Regions from separate parts of the Sus scrofa genome. Here region 1 is linked to region 2. The links are chromatin contacts, called in public HiChIP or PLAC-seq maps. All regions are on one chromosome and are shown on one strand. The core of a region is the stretch at or near the end of the contact, and the rest is flanking DNA. Distances in the headings are between cores, read along the strand shown.

The links. HiChIP or PLAC-seq counts read pairs in DNA pulled down with a chosen protein or histone mark.
Region 1: an H3K27ac HiChIP or PLAC-seq map of skeletal muscle shows a contact between it and region 2, with 2.8 times the contacts expected there. The contact joins the promoter of VSX2 here to the promoter of LIN52 in region 2. A contact is called at or near these places in 2 of 5 promoter capture datasets (fetal liver and fetal skeletal muscle) and 2 of 2 datasets of contacts at active chromatin or transcription factors (alveolar macrophages and skeletal muscle).

What each region holds. Positions count from the first base shown.
Region 1 is chr7:97,529,944-97,534,716 of Sscrofa11.1, reverse strand. VSX2 (visual system homeobox 2) reads right to left here and starts at 2,696. Exons shown (of 5, transcript XM_021100021.1): 1 at 2,289-2,696; 2 at 881-965. The coding sequence starts at 2,658.
Region 2 is chr7:97,378,972-97,383,781 of Sscrofa11.1, reverse strand. It overlaps LIN52 (lin-52 DREAM MuvB core complex component), which reads right to left and starts at 1,432. Exons shown (of 6, transcript NM_001185836.1): 1 at 1,395-1,432. The coding sequence starts at 1,425. ALDH6A1 (methylmalonate-semialdehyde dehydrogenase [acylating], mitochondrial) reads left to right here and starts at 1,897. Exons shown (of 12, transcript XM_005656399.3): 1 at 1,897-2,048. The coding sequence starts at 2,001.

The DNA.
Region 1 (4,773 bases), core at 1,447-3,946, 150 kb before region 2:
GTCAATTTGGGGTTCTCACTCCTTTATTTCTTGAAAACCGCCTCATACATTTACACAAGGCATTGGGAGCAGCAGTGCTGGCTGCAGAAGAGAATTCGGTCTGGGGTGGGAAAATCACTTTTCAGGATATGCCTTTGGGCACTTTTTGAATTTTAACTTTGTGCAAGTGAATTTGAACTTTGTTTTTGTCTATTCAGAGACCTATTTAAAGGGAAAACCAAACCCAAACCTCTCTCTTTAGACTGTATCCCAAGGCAGCCCAATCCATTCCAGCCAGGTCTGTGGGGTCAATCCCGTCTATACACTTCTTCCTCCCCATTTTATAGGCAAGGAAACTGAGGCTTACAGCAGAAGCCAAACGAAAATATGCCATCCATGCAGATATCACGCTCAAGATTTTGAGAACGGTGGGAGCAGAAAGATAGGGGGTTGGCGGCCCTGACAGGGACGGCAGGAGAGGAAGAGGGGCCGCGGCAGAGGAACCGGCTCGGGCTGGAGGAGAGAGCCCATCAGCCCGCTGCGAGGTGTGCGCGGCTCTAGGAATATGCCAACTGCCGCGATCGCGGGTGCGGGCCGCCAGCCCCTCTCTGGCTCGGGTTTACCCCTAGTTGAGGCCTTTCCTTTCTCTCTGAGAAGCAGGCAAAAGCCTAAAACGGCGCCGCTTCCCCGGCGGCCGCTCGGGATCCTCATCCGGCACAGCCGGACGCCGGGGCCTGGGGCGGATGTCCCCATACAACACCCAGTCTCCCTGTCCTGGCACAGCCACGAACCTCAGATCTGCAGTCGGCGAAATTAGGATCCGACCGACTCGGCTCCAGAAGAGGGGACGGCAGGGAATGGGCGAGCAGGAAGGTGGCAGAAAGCGCTGCAGGGGCCTTACCTGTGTCTCCGCTTCTTCCGTTTCTTAGTCTGGTTTAGAGCCGATTTGGACATTTTTCTGTCGCTGGAGGAAACATCTTCAGAATCTGAAAAGCGGGCGGAGGCACATGCGGCAGAATGGGGGGCGCGCTCGGCAGCACCCGGGCGCGTCAGAGTCCTGAGGTCGGCGAGGGCCCCACCCCCGGCGGCCTCCGGGAGCAACCAGGCCTGCTGTCTCCCTGGGAAGCCCTAGGCGGGGTGGACCCCATCCCCAAGCCCTGGATGTTTCTGCCCATGCCGGCGCCGGAATTCCGAGGATCTGAGGCTGATTTCGTTGTAAGAGAAGCAAAAGCCCCGACACGCCTGGGGCTGGGACGGCAGGGGAGCCAGACAGCCTCCGCGGGTCGTAGGAGCCCCCAGGCGATGCTCCCAGCTCGACCCCCTGCCCTGCGCTTACAGCCCTGGCCCCTGGGGCCCAGAAGGTGGCCCCCAGGAGCGGAGCGGGGGCGCGGAAAGCTGGACTCCGGGAAGGGCTGGGGGCTCCCGGGCACAGCCTCCTTTCCAGGGCTCCCACCATGCGCCCCCACTCGGGACTGGAGAGACTGCGACGCGCCACTTTTCGTTGCCCTTCCAAAAAAAAAAAAAAAAAGATAAAAAGATAACGAAAATCGAGGGCATCTTGGAGGGCGAACCAGAGCTGGAGGGCAGAGCGGGCGGAGACGCACCGCCGGGAAAGCCGCCCGGGGAGGGCGCGGCGGGGTCATCCAGGGGCCCCGAGCCCGCGAGGCGCCAGGATCCGAGATATTGTGGTGCTTAGGTGGGGTCTCGGATTGCGAACACTTGGGCCGCCGCGGTGGCCGGGTTGTCTAAGCTCGTGGGGTAAAAAATTAAAACCAGCTAACCAATGCGAGGGTTTTGGAATGGAGAAAAGGAGGAAGGAAAAGATAACTTTGGGTACCAAGGCTGGTGTCCAAAGCTGACACTCGCCGAAGCTGACACTCGCTTGCTTCCCCAGCCGCCAAGGCCCGGAACGGAATCGGGGTCCAGGAGTGCGGGTCCTCCGAGAGGATGGGGCCAAGTGGAGCAGTGGAGGGGGAAGCCGGGGCCGGAGTGGAGCGGCCTTCCCTACGGGTTCTGACACCCTGTTTCCAGTGGGGCCCCAAGCGGGCGCCGCAGCATTCCCGGGCCCGACGCGGGGACGGGAGAACAGTTTGGCCGCCGGAAACGCGGGGGCCAAAACCTGGCCGGCGCCGCGAGCATCCTCTAGCGCCCGCCCGGGGCGCACGGGCCTCAGGGTCGGGCCGCGACCACTCGGCCTGGCACGAACTTTTGCGCTCAGAGGAGGCCTCGTGATGCAAACGAGAGGTGATGGCGTGGGGTTCCCAGCTCTTACTCGAGTCAGGCAGCCACGCAGCCTCTCCCTCACCTACCTGAGCTGGCCGTCTGGCTGGTGTCCAGAGGTCCCGACGCTCTGCCCAGAGGCTGCAAGTGGACGCTCTGCGGGTCGGACAGCACTTCCAGGAAGGTGGGCTGTGCGTAGAAGCCGGGGAGCCCCCCGGGCCCCAGCAGCCCCATGCCGCCCACTCCTGCGGGACTGAGCACGGATCGTGCAGCCAGCAAGTGCCCGGGGGCCAGACCGTCGAGGGCAGCCCGCGGATGAGAGCTGGGGGGCTCCTTGTTCAAGCCCAGGATCTCCTGGATGCCAAACCCGGTGCACCTGGCTGGGGCGCTCCCCGAGGTACTCTTGGCTACTGTCTCGGCTTTGGGCTTGCTCAGCGCTTCCCCTGCTTTCCCCGTCATCTCTCGGCTCTTTGGAGGGGCCGAGGCCGCGGGTCTTTTGCTCCCCCCACCCCCCCGCCGGGCTCCCCTCTTCACGAACTTGGTCCCAGGTGCCCCCTCCGGTGTCTAATGCTCTGGAGCCCCAAGGAGATTCCCCTTTTATCCAACCAGGCGGCAGCCCAAGTGGGGTCAGAGCTGAGCAGCCAATCACCGGGGCCAGGAGCGATTAGGAATTCCAAAAAGCTGGCAGCTCCCGCCGCAGGCAGCACTGAGGGGCCAGGATGCTGGGGGCCGGGCACCGGTGGGCTCTGCACAGGGTGCCCGTGGGCAGAGGCCCCAGGGACTGAGATGAGATAACAAGGTTCAGGGCCCTTCCAGGAGGCTGGGTGGCTAGGGATTCTGGGCAGAGTCGGCTGGGACTTGTCCCTGGGGTAGGGTGGGAGGATGGGCTGAGGGCAGGTTGTAGAGACTGGGAGTCCCCCTCCCTCCCCCCTCAATTCCTATACAGGTTTGGCAGGGTCCGAGAAGCCCAAATATGGGACTCCTGCATAAAAGGCAGAATAAGGGAGGGGCGAATGCCTTCTTCCTGCTGGGGAGAGAAAAAGGGCCAAGGTTTGAAGAGGGAGGTGCAGGGGTAGGGAAGTTCAAGGCTTGTGTCCCCTGCGCAGGATACAATGCCTTGTGTGGAAGAGCTATTCAATAAATTTTGACCAATGAATGAGTGAATGGCAAAGGGGTAGGAGTAGGGGGCCCTAGTGGGAAAGAGAGTGGTGGTGACTTCTTTTGGAGAATAACCACGGACATCGGAACATCTAAGCATGAAGGGTACCCAACTGCCATGGAAAGATTTCATTTACTCTCCTAGTCGCTCAACTAATATGTACTGAGCTCTTGTCACCTCTGAGCTAGGAGCTAGGGGTTCCCAGGAAATGAGGTAGACAAGTCGGAGGGGCTGCTGTACCTCAGCCTTCCCTGAGCAAACGAAGGAAGAGGATGTGGAGGGGAAGGAGGCGGGAGGGCGTGAGAGGCAATTAAAAGGTGAGCTTCTGTCCCCAGTTGATGGGGATCCCTTGACTAACTCCTGTGTTGGAAGCTACAGAATTCCGGCCAACTGGGCCAGTAGAAAAGTGGTGAGAGGCAGCAGGAAACTGCTTTATGCAGGCAGGACCCTGGAGAAAAGAGAAAAGCCTAAATTCCAAAGGTGGCCAATGAAAGATAAGGGCCCTTTGGGGAGGATGGCTCCCTTGGGTCCAAGTGCTAAGTGGAGGTGAGTCTATACACACGCATATGTGAACCAGCGACCCTGCGGTCCCTGCACTCCACCATCTCAGCTAAGTCTTCTGTGACCTTCCTGGGGCTGGGAACTGTATATCTCTCTACCTAAAAATCCCAGCCCACTGCCAGGGCATCTAGTACCTTCTGTGGTGGCCAAGAGGCCAAACTGAGAAGGATATAGGGCCCTTGCTATAGGATATAGAGCAAGCTGGGCCCTTGCTAACAGGGCTGTTGTGAAGCCGATCTTCATCTGCTCTGGCCTGGCCCACATAGGAGCCAGAACCAGGTGGGGACATCTGTCAGAGCAGGAGGTGTCTGGGACGGAGTACTGTTCTCTCCAAGGGCCACCTCCTTATCCCATAATAATGTCATGCCTACTGTGCTTGTGTCCTTTACATAGCATAACCTCAGGTCCTCACGAGAACCCTCTTAGCACATTAGTTCCACATCTGAAAGGTGGCACGCTATTCTTTTTTTATTTTTTTGCTCTTTATGGCTGCACCTGTGGCATACAGAAGTTCCCAGGCTAGGAGTTGAACTGGAACTGCAGCTGCCAGCCACAGCTACAGCAACAACGGATCCAAGCCACATCTGCGACCTACACTGCAGCTTGTAGCAACGCCAGATCCTTAAACCATTGAGCAAGGAGGCCAGGGATCAAACCAGCGTCCTCATGGATACTAGCTGGGTTCTTAACCACTCTTTTTTTTTTTTTTTTTTTTTTTTGTCTTTTTTACATTGGCACCTGCAGTATACAGAAGTTCCCAGTCTAGGGGTTGAATTGGAACTGCAGCCCCTGGCCTACACCACAGCCACAGCAACACAGGATCCAAGCTGCATCTGCAACCTATATCACAGCTT
Region 2 (4,810 bases), core at 183-2,682:
AATTTCCTCTGCAGTACGTACCCATGCTCAAAAAACTTAACACTCAGTTAAAACTTAAGACTAAGTAATACATTATTTATGTATATATCTAATCATTCATTCAATAAATGTGAATTGAAGACCTACTTCCTGCCAGGTACTGTGCTAAGCCCTGGGATCCAACTATGAACATGACAGTCTTGGAATTTACAAGCTAGTGTGAAAGGGGCAAAGTTAACAGAATAACTATGCTGTGGATGAGGGTACTGAGATAGAATAATGGTGAAGTGAGGCAACTCCAGAAACAGATACAGTGTTCTGGGAAAGCCTTTTTGGGAGGTGACATTTAAATGAAACTGAAAAAATATTACATGTTTGATTAATCTTTTCCTCTCCCAAAGCAATTAGAATAATAATGCCTTTCGAATAGTGGATCTCAGCATAGCTTTCCAGGCCTCAACTTCCTCATTCTTGAAATGAACTTCCAAGATTCCTTCCATACACAAAATTCCTTTGTTTGAGAGAAAACTAAGTATAAGTGAAATGGACGTGGAGATGCAAAACTGAGTTTAGAAACGACTGCAAGCATTTTGTCGAGGCAAAAACTGAGCTTAGAAATGACTGCAAGACCCTAACCCTAAAGCAGAACGGAGCGCAAAACCCTGTGGATATACCAAAACCACTTAATTGCTACCTCAGATGACTTGCTTCTTATACAACATATAAGCAGAAATCATTCATTCACTCAGCCTTAGGAAACAACACATAACATAGAAGAAAGACGCTGAGTGAATGAATGTGCATGACTACACTAAAAAGCTCAATTGTCATTTTCCTAGGGACTCTCACTGAGAGGGACCAAGAGGGGTCTCCTGCTTCCCTTGCTGCCAGAACAACGGTCCCAATCCGAGGAGGGAGGAGAGAATCACATTTTCCTTGCGGTTCAATCCCGAGATTAGGTCTGCCACCAACCCTAGCTAGCGTGAGAGAATCGTTCCAGATGCTCAAAGAGAATCGAACCTTCAAAGGGGCGCCCTGAGAAAGAGAAAGCTACACTGAGACACCTCCTTTACCCCAGCAGTATCTCCTCCTTGGCCCTCAGCCTCACTCAAATGCGGCTAAAGGAGGACCAGAGAGGCCCTCCTTGTTTTGCCCGGAATGGGTCCCAATCGGGTGCCCTACTCCATCCGCCTGGCACACTGCAAAGAAACTGGGCACCTCCGGAGCCTCTGTGAAGAACCAGCGAGCTGAAGACGCACCCACATACCGTGGGAAAGTAAAAGGGAAAGGCGAGAAGGCCACGAAAAAGGTGTAAGTTAGAGGGGCAGACGGAGAGATTCTCTCTGAGCATCTGTAAGTTCCCAGGAGAACAGAGAAGGAGGTCGCAAGCGAAGGGTCTATAAGCCGGCTCTTACCGTCTGTGGGAGACGCCATCTTCCAACCCATGTCACGTGACGTTGCCAACCGTCGGCGGGAAAGCTAGGGTCCATAAGCCACGCCCCCAGAGAGAAACCCTATTCCCCAACCCTCTGTCCTGTCTCGTTTCCCCGCCCCATAGGGTAATCTTCCGTAGCCCCGCCCCCAGGGCTAGCCACACCCCCTCGCGCTGTGGATGTGCTGGCGCTGCTGAAAATTCTTGCAGAGTCCTATTTACTTTCCTCAGTGAGTGGGTGGGGCTGCGGCCATGCCTGTGGCCAATCGGAGTTCCGAATTCGGGGGCGTCTTCCTCGTGCTCTCAATATAGAGTATCCAAGTCAGGGGCGTCTTCCCCACCTCCGCCAGCAGAATTTGTTGAGGCGGGAGGAGGCGAGAGCTCTATCACTTCTGACCAATCGCATACGCCCAGAACTGGGCACTGAGGGCGTGGAGTCAGTGTTAAGGCGTGTGATTGGCTAGGGGAAATAGTCCTCTCCACCAATGAAGAGGTTCGGCAGGATGGAGGGGCAAGGCCTAGCAGCAGTAGTGTTTCTGGACAGTCTCACAGAAAGGCGTGGGGGGCTGAGAAGAGGCAACCGAGAACCATGGCGGCGGTGCTGGCTGCGGCGGCAGTGCGGGCCCGGATCCTGCAGGCGAGTGAGGGTGGCGCCAAGGGTTCATGAAACTAGGAATTCAGTCCTTTCCATCCGCTTTGTGAACCAACCCCCCCTTGGCCGACCCTCCTATTCCCATCGGACCTGAGCGGCCCTGTCCCACATCTCACTCGGTATCCACTTGCGTTGGATCCAGCCCTGGACTATTACCCGTGGCCTTTTTATTCTTGAGCCTACCCCTTTCAGGCTTTAGACCATTCTCCTCCTCCAGCCGTGCCCGGTCCCTGCCCTCACCTCTGTAGGTCTGCCCACCGTCTTTCCCTTTCACCTCTGCACCAACCACCTCTCTGCTCCAGAAGCTCCTTTTCTGGTCGCCTTTCTTGGCATTCTCTGGGAGCGTCCAAATTGTTCCCTTCCCCAACCCTACTTCACTCTATAACCCGAGGTAAAGGCGTGGGCGGAGGGGAGGAGGAGGAAGGACTTGAGGGGTGAGGGTCAGTGAGTGAACTTTGAGTCTCCTTCTAGAAGTGCACACTAAGCTTTCCCTCAAAGCAGCCATTTGCTGAGCTATCTTCCCCAGCTTTGGCTCTGTATTTTCTTTTTTTCTTTTCTTTTTTTTGTCTTTTTGCCTTTTCTGGGGCCGCACCCGCGGCATATGGAGGTTCCCAGGCTGGGGGTCTAATCGGAGCGGTCTTCGCCGCCCTACGCCAGAGCCACAGCAACGCTAGATCCGAGCCCCCTCTGCGACCTACACCACAGCTCACGGCCACGCCGGATCCTTAACCCACTGAGCAAGGCCAGGGATCAAACCCACAACCTCATGGTTCCTAGTCGGATTCATTAACCACTGAGCCACGACGGGAACTCCGTGGTTCTGTATTTTCCACAAGCTAGGCTGTCCTCTTGGCTTGCTGAGACTTTGAGTTTAACTTTTGCTCAGCCAAGTTAGTGTTTATGTTGGCGGTGAATAAGGACACATAGTTAATGCTACCCGGTTTGTTCCAAGCACATGCAAAGGACTAAACACCTCTGAAACAAGTGGCAGAAAATAAAAGCCAAGGAAAACAGGTGTAACGTTCTAAGTTCCCACTCCAAAATCACCTTAGTGTGACTCAGTTCTGCCCTCAGAGGTGGGGCTGGGAGTGGAGGTGGAGGGACCAGGTCCTCTCTGAAGCCAGCCTAAGGGCAGACAGTAGATAGAGCTACAGGAGCTGCCTGCCTGAGACCTGTGATTTCCAACTATTCATACATAGCTTTTCCTATGTTGTCCACAGCCTAGCAAGGACTTGGATTTTGAGGTGAGATTTGCCACAGGCAACATTCAGGAATCTGCAAAAAACAACGTTGCTTTTCTTACTCATTATATCAAACCTAAGAAAGTCTTCCTCTATACTACTGGACTTTTAGATAGTATTCACCAGATTTCAGTGAGTTCTACTGCAGAGACTATGCATTTTAAAGATTCTTAGCAGAGTCAGCAAAAGTTCCTGTTTAAATATGCTATTTAATGGGACAGTGTGAAGAAAGGGTTGGAAGGGTTTGTCAAGTGATCTGGTTTCACGCATATTTATTTTTCTTTTTTCTTTTTTTTTTTTTTTTTCAATGGCCACACCCTTGGCTGTTGAAGTTCCCAGTCAAGGGATTGAGAGTTTTAACCAAGCCATAGAAGCAGCAATGCTGGATCCTTGAAACCACTGTGCCAGGATTGAACCCATTCCTCAAAGCAAACCTAGTTGCTGCAGTTGGATTCTCAACCCTGTGCAACATTGTGGGAACTCCCATTCATATTTCTTGATGTGATCCTAGTTCTGTTTTTCTAGTATCTTTTTCGTTTTTAGTAATCTTTAGCCAACTAGAAATTACTGTGACATAACACTCTGATAAAGAGTAGTCTATGGGAGTTCCTATTGTGGCTCAGCGGTAAAGAACCCAACTAGTATCTATGAAAATGTGGGTTCGATCCCTGGCCTTGCTTGGTGGGTTAAGCATCTGGTGTTGGGGTGAGCTGTGGTGTAGGTCATAGACACAGCATGGATCCTGCATTGCCATGGCTGTGGTGTAGGCTGGCAGCTGCAGCTCTGATTCGACCCCTAGCCTGGGAACTTCCATGTGGTGTAGGTGCAGGGCCCAAAAAAAAAAAAAAAAAAAAAAAAAAAAAAAGGAGTAGTCTAGTTTCTGGCAGTCATAATATTATCACTCCCATTTAAAGATAAGAAAACTGGTCTTTGAGTTGCTCAGTGACTTTTCTCAGTGATGCAGTATAATGAGCACAGGCTTCCCAATCATAGTTGGATTCTGTCCCAGCTCGACCACGTCCTAGTTTTAAGAATAGTTGTAAAGATTAGAATATCATGAAATAAGTTACCTGACACTAAAGGTCATCCAAAGTCTCCCAGCTAGTAACCAATAGGGCTGAGAATTCAGGACTTAAGTCTTCGTATCTCTTTCTGTGTCAGGCTCTGTCACAAGTTTGGAGAATGGAGCAAACTACTCAATGAAAGCTCCCCTGTTATAACACAATGATAAGGAAACAATAGGAGTGCACACAGTACTGCAGAAAGAGCTCCAAGCTCAACTTGTGCAGTTCAGCAGAAGCTTCCACAAGGGGTTGATCTAGGTTTGTGTCTTGCAAGCCTGAGGCAGCCTTTAGCTAGAGGAGAAGGGTGTTCCTAGTAAAGGAAATAGCAAGTCTGAAACAAACATCCAGAGAGCCCAAAAGTTTGGTGTGACTAGACGCAGGGTAGTTTTTTTAGCAACCGTGCCAATGAGTATGTCTCAGAAGATAAAGAAAAGATAGGAGA